Regions from separate parts of the Hordeum vulgare genome. Here region 1 is linked to region 2. The links are chromatin contacts, called in public HiChIP or PLAC-seq maps. All regions are on one chromosome and are shown on one strand. The core of a region is the stretch at or near the end of the contact, and the rest is flanking DNA. Distances in the headings are between cores, read along the strand shown.

Region 1 (2,700 bases), core at 132-2,631, 470 kb after region 2:
AGGTCTTCCAACGAAACCTTCATGGTATGCACCACATCTTCACCACGCTTTTGTCTGCGTCCTCTCGAGCTGCCCCCTTATAACCATAAATCACATGTAACTATGTAAGCACATATGTATTTAGTTCTCAAAAAGGGAGTGCAGATCTATTTAACTTCCACAAGGCAGGTTAATGGAACAGAGCAAAAAGAATTTCGTATCATAAAACTATTACCGCCAAAGCCGCCGCCCCCACCCCCAAATAGTTGTTCAAATATGTCAAAGGGGCTATGCATATCACTGCTGCCGCCGCCTCCCATCCCTTCTTTCAGTGCATCTTCTCCATATTGGTCATAAATTTCCCTCTTTTCAGGGTCATTAAGAACATCGTAAGCTTGTGCCAATTCTTTAAACTGCACAGATAAAAAAAGTGTCAACAAAAACCAATCTAACAACAGCAAAAGTAGGCAGATACAGAAGTGCCTGCCACCACACCTTCTCAGGGTCTCCACCCTTGTCAGGATGGTTTTTTATAGCAGCTTTCCGGTAGGCTTTCTTCAATTCATCCGGGGTTGCTGTCTTGGATACACCAAGCACCTCGTAATACTTGGTGTTGTTGCTAGTCTTCCTTGGCATGCGTCCAAACATGGCTGGTAAATGGGCTTCCTGGGAGAAGCTAACTTAAATGAGATCGCCAAGAGAGAAAAGCGCCAAATTCCAATATTTTTGCCAAAAAAGAAATCTATAGACAAGATTTGCAACTCTAAACATCGGCTGGCACATGTACAGCAGTAAAAGGCAGCACATTTAAGAAGTTTAATGGCAACAGGAATAGGTTACATTCCACAAACTACTAAGCGCTCAATCCTCTTTCTACGAAATCGGGACATGCATACGGATGGACTCTCTTGCCTAAACTAGTTCTCATAAAGGAAAGTGGCGTGCTGGCAAGTCCCAAGGCATCCTGTTAAATTAAAGAGTGGTACATAATAAGACGGTACTCGCAGGCATCTGGATACTAAGTCATGGCAAATCAAGTGAAACCACTACTACACCTATCTTATCCGCTCAGCCACGAATCTACTACATCTACAATCCCAGCACACAAATCGTTCGCCGCTCCTTGGATCCACCGGACAAAGCAAGATCGGAAAGCCAAACAACGCACAGATCGAGCAAGAATCGGTTTCTTTTCTCTAGAAGATAACACGTCCGCGATCTGCCCGGGCACTGAGACGGAGGAAACCACGAGAGATTTGTGGTTTCATGGCGGATCCTTACCTGGCCGGCGGCGCCTAGGGTTTGGACGACTCGGCGACGGGAGAAGCCGAGGAGAGGAAATCGTAGACGGCTCGAGCCAGAGGCGCAGGGAGAAAGAGGGCAGTCGCGACTGCGGTTGTTTGGCTTTAATACGGTCCGCCTATGCTTCCTGCACAATTCTTGGTGGTGTGAATAGACCGACCGTGTGGAACGGAGACCACCGGAATCGGGTGTGGTATGGGCTCTACTATTAAACGGGATGTGCCGTCGCGATGGTTCGACCAGAGCGATGGTTCGACCTCTTGATCTCACCTCCCCACTTCCTCCTGCTACCACTTCCATCGATTTTTATCATCCCTTCGTAAACCAGGCGATTAAATAAAAAAATCTCTACTATTAAAGGAGATGTGCCGTCGTGATGGTTCGACCAGAGCGATGGTTCGACCTCTTGATCCCACCTCCCCACTTCCTCCTGCTACCACTTTCATCGATTTTTATCATCCCTTCGTAAACCAGGCGATTAAATAAAAAAACCTTTGTCCGATCCTTCTATCCACGCCCATAAAAAACCAATAGAAATGGGGGAAATCCCACCACCCATGAACGCACGTTGCGCACCCATCTCCCCGACCCGGTCGCTCCAGCCTCCAGATCACGTCTCTCTCCCCGTGGTTACATAGTGAAGCCGAATTAGACTGGATCGATGGATCCAAGCCCTTCCATCTCATCGTTCTTCACCGAGTCCAGGAGGATCTCGACGCGCGAAGGGAGACGAGTAGGAGCGCCGTGTCCTCCGGCAGCGATGAAGGAGGCCCAGGTAACCCTATCTCCCTACCCTCTCTCCAACCCATCTTCTCCCTGTAGCCTGTACTGGCGCATCCACGCGTTCTCCTCTCCCATATGGCATGGACCAGCGAGTGGCAACGGGTGGCGGTAGACCGGCTGGTGGCGCAACGGACGGCGGGACACCGACTGGTGGGTGGCGGCGCAACGGACAGCGGGAGATTGGTTGCTGGCATCGGACGGCGGGAGGCGCTGGGGATCGTGGGAGGAGCAGGTAGCTGTAGCCTGTCGTCGGTGGAAGCTCGACCGCTAGGATGCAGGAAGAGGGTGGGAGCGTGGTGCGCGATTGGAGGCGGAGCAGGCTGTCTTGCGGTTTAGCATCCACGAAGTGTCCGAGGCTGCAACATGCCAACACCCTTTGGTGTATAGGCAACCGCAGGAATGGAGAGAGACCTGAGCGGAAGGGGTATGGGATCGACTCTGCCATGGGCATGTTGTCTGCCGCTGCAGGCGGGGACTACGGTGGGGCCGTGGGGGTCGATTTGACGTGGATTGGATCGTTAACCATGGGATGGGGACCAGAGAATTTAGGAACTACGTTTGGATAATTGATCCTCAATTTAGCTTCTTTGTTTGCACAGTCGAATTAAGCTTACAGCATCTCTCATATTGACTGTT
Region 2 (2,700 bases), core at 162-2,661:
GCAATTATAGATTTGTCAAAAGGCAACCTACACATTTTTCTTACATGTGTATGCCACTCTTGTCGTATCCTACAACACTTCTTCCGCAATTCAAAATTTCACAACATATTTGATTCACTTTGATTTCATCCCTAATAATTTGGCCAAAACTTTAGTCGCATTGACACTTAGATTGATAGAGCATCTAATACATATGTGTACTATAAACCAATTAGCTAATAGTTGCAACGAAGATTGGATTCGCCAATGGGGCCTAGTTGCAACCACGGTCATGACCATCACGGTCACCACCTTCATAGTTGCGGGTGGTGTGGGCGGGGTCAACTGGGGATGCGACAATGCGGGTCTCGATGCCCTGAAGATGGCCTCGACCCACTCGTCCCAGACCGTCCATGCTTTCGTGGCGGTGACATCGTGAGTCTCGATCCTTCAGAAGATGGCCTCGACGCGGTCATCCCATGTCGACCATACTTCCGCATCGGTGCGGGCGAGCTTATACTGCTAAGTCTCCACCGCTCAGTTTCCATCTCACCCCTCGCGACCTTGATAGGGTCCACTTTTCAGGTGCTTCGAGAAGGGGTCCAAGGCATCCACATGAAAATTTCTAGAATAGGTTTTGAAGGGGAAGAGGTGGAATGGAGGCAATCTCAAGGGATTTGGGAGGCGGGCAATAGGAGAGAGGGGCGCTAGCGGCGTCCTTCTATAGGTCGCCAACTTGCTATTAAGAGCAATCTGGGAGTCCGCCGACGGCGGACGACCATCAACGACACACTTTTCGCCAAACTAGTTCTCGCTCACAAGCCTCCCGACTGCTCATCGACACCTCCCCGCCTGTTTAGATGCAAGCAAGAAGATGATGCCGCATGATAACCATCTGTTGGACCAGTCATGGGATCCGATAAAGCATGCATGACAATAATGATTAGGTGCCTATCGTCGGTGGTGTGTGGGAGGCTGGGTTGTTTCAAATCCCTATCGCGTCACGTAAAAGGGAAGAATCTGAAACTCCCCTCCCACGTTGTGATCGGGTATGTAGCGCTCCATGGTGGACCTCCCGACCTCAAAATATGAACACTATGAGGTTGTTTATTAAGCGAGCTTCATAAATTATGACGATCAACAACCATATAGCGACTTCATTAAAATGTCATGTTAGCTCAAAAACAGCCTATTAACGGCTATTACGGCGATCGGAGTCATACACCGAACCTGCTAGAATTGCTCTAAGCAAGGTTTTCCTGACCCACAGGTCTGTGATAACCATGAGCGAGGTCGGCGAGGAGTGGCATGTCACAAAATCGCATGGTTGTCCGCACGCATCGCAGAGTCGATCGAGCGTACGGCAACTCTCCGTGGACACGTGCCGGACCGCTCCTCCCCGATATCCACCTTCGGTTTTCTGCCACCGTGCGTCCGTTCCCCACCCCAGCTCGCCCTCCCCTCCGCCGTCTCTTCCTCCTCCTCTCCTCTCCTCTCCTCTCCCCCCCTCTCTACTTTCTGGAGCCTAGACCCTTCGCACGGCACACGCATACGCACCTCACACCAAAACCACCGCTAATTCTCACCCTCCCCATCTCCTCGATTCGATCCGCCCCCCAAAAATCCCGAATTCAGCCGCACAGTACAGCCACGGATCCCCCATCGGCCCCGTTCCGCGAGCAAACCCTCAAAATTTTGCTGCCTCCGATCGATCCCGTGGTTGGGTAGGGTTGCGTTGTGGCGGCGGGCTGGGCTGGTGCCGCGCGTGCTCGTGAGGATTGGTCCGGGTGTTTGTGAGTTTGGGAGGCTCCTCCGCATGCGGCGGATTGGAGGCCGGACGACCGGTTAGGGTTAGACCTATGGGGAGCACCGGCGAGCCCGATCGGAAGCGGCGGCTCTCTGGCTCTTTCGCGCAGGGTGTTGACGCGGCACCTCCCGCCAAGCGCCCAGCGCTTCCGCCTTCCTCCGACGACAAGAAGGTATACGACTCATTCCAAGCCTCTTTAAGTAGTTCCCTGTTGTTAAGGTAGGCTACTGTGTGTAGACTTGTTATTACTTGAATTGTATTTCGATCGTGTATCAGGTATCCCAGGTCCACGAGCTTGCTAGGGTAGTTCATGAATCGGTAGGAGATTCTGAAATCTCATTAGCAGTCATTTTACCTCGCAAAAATAGTCATTTTACGTAGGGCTACATGTCCGTTGAAGTCGGCTTTGGCAACCCAGTTGCGTGTTGCATGCACGTCCTACTATAACGGTTGGCATGCCCTTACTTGTTCAGCCGCAATTTTACCTCACCGCAAGGTTTGGTGCACAACATCTTTTCTTACCTTAGCCAGACCTAAAAGGTCTTGCTGAAATTGTTCACAACACTAGTCGAATGCCCGTGCGTTGCCATGGTACAACAAACTTAGACAGAGAAATATTTACTAAAATATCATGGAATATAAGTGTGTTGCGACCCATATCATTCCGTTCTTGCAAAAAATCGAGTTGACTCATACTCAACTTCCATGTGAACATATATATCATCATGATTTATCAAAAAGGGTACCCCGGTGTTTTTGACCAAATCTCGCATGACTTGAGGGACATTGACTTCACATTCGTTTTTTCTCTTCATCAACGTACCAACATCCTCTTCCCTTGGTCATAGCCCTCGTGTGCGTGCATTGTACACTATTATCATGAAGAGCTCACACTTATGTTAAGCGTGCATGCC

What was found. HiChIP or PLAC-seq counts read pairs in DNA pulled down with a chosen protein or histone mark.
Region 1: a contact with region 2 is called in an H3K4me3 HiChIP or PLAC-seq map of embryo, with 5 times the contacts expected there. The contact joins the promoter of LOC123406297 here to the promoter of LOC123404399 in region 2. A contact is called at or near these places in 3 of 6 Hi-C or Micro-C datasets (leaf and seedling) and 1 of 1 datasets of contacts at active chromatin or transcription factors (embryo).

The regions. Positions count from the first base shown.
Region 1 is chr6H:412,484,269-412,486,968 of MorexV3_pseudomolecules_assembly, forward strand. LOC123406297 (chaperone protein dnaJ A6-like) reads right to left here and starts at 1,382. Exons shown (of 8, transcript XM_045099786.1): 1 at 1,261-1,382; 2 at 475-645; 3 at 215-392; 4 at 1-76. The coding sequence starts at 627.
Region 2 is chr6H:412,010,774-412,013,473 of MorexV3_pseudomolecules_assembly, forward strand. It overlaps LOC123404399 (E3 ubiquitin-protein ligase BRE1-like 1), which reads left to right and starts at 1,412. Exons shown (of 19, transcript XM_045098320.1): 1 at 1,412-1,958. The coding sequence starts at 1,839.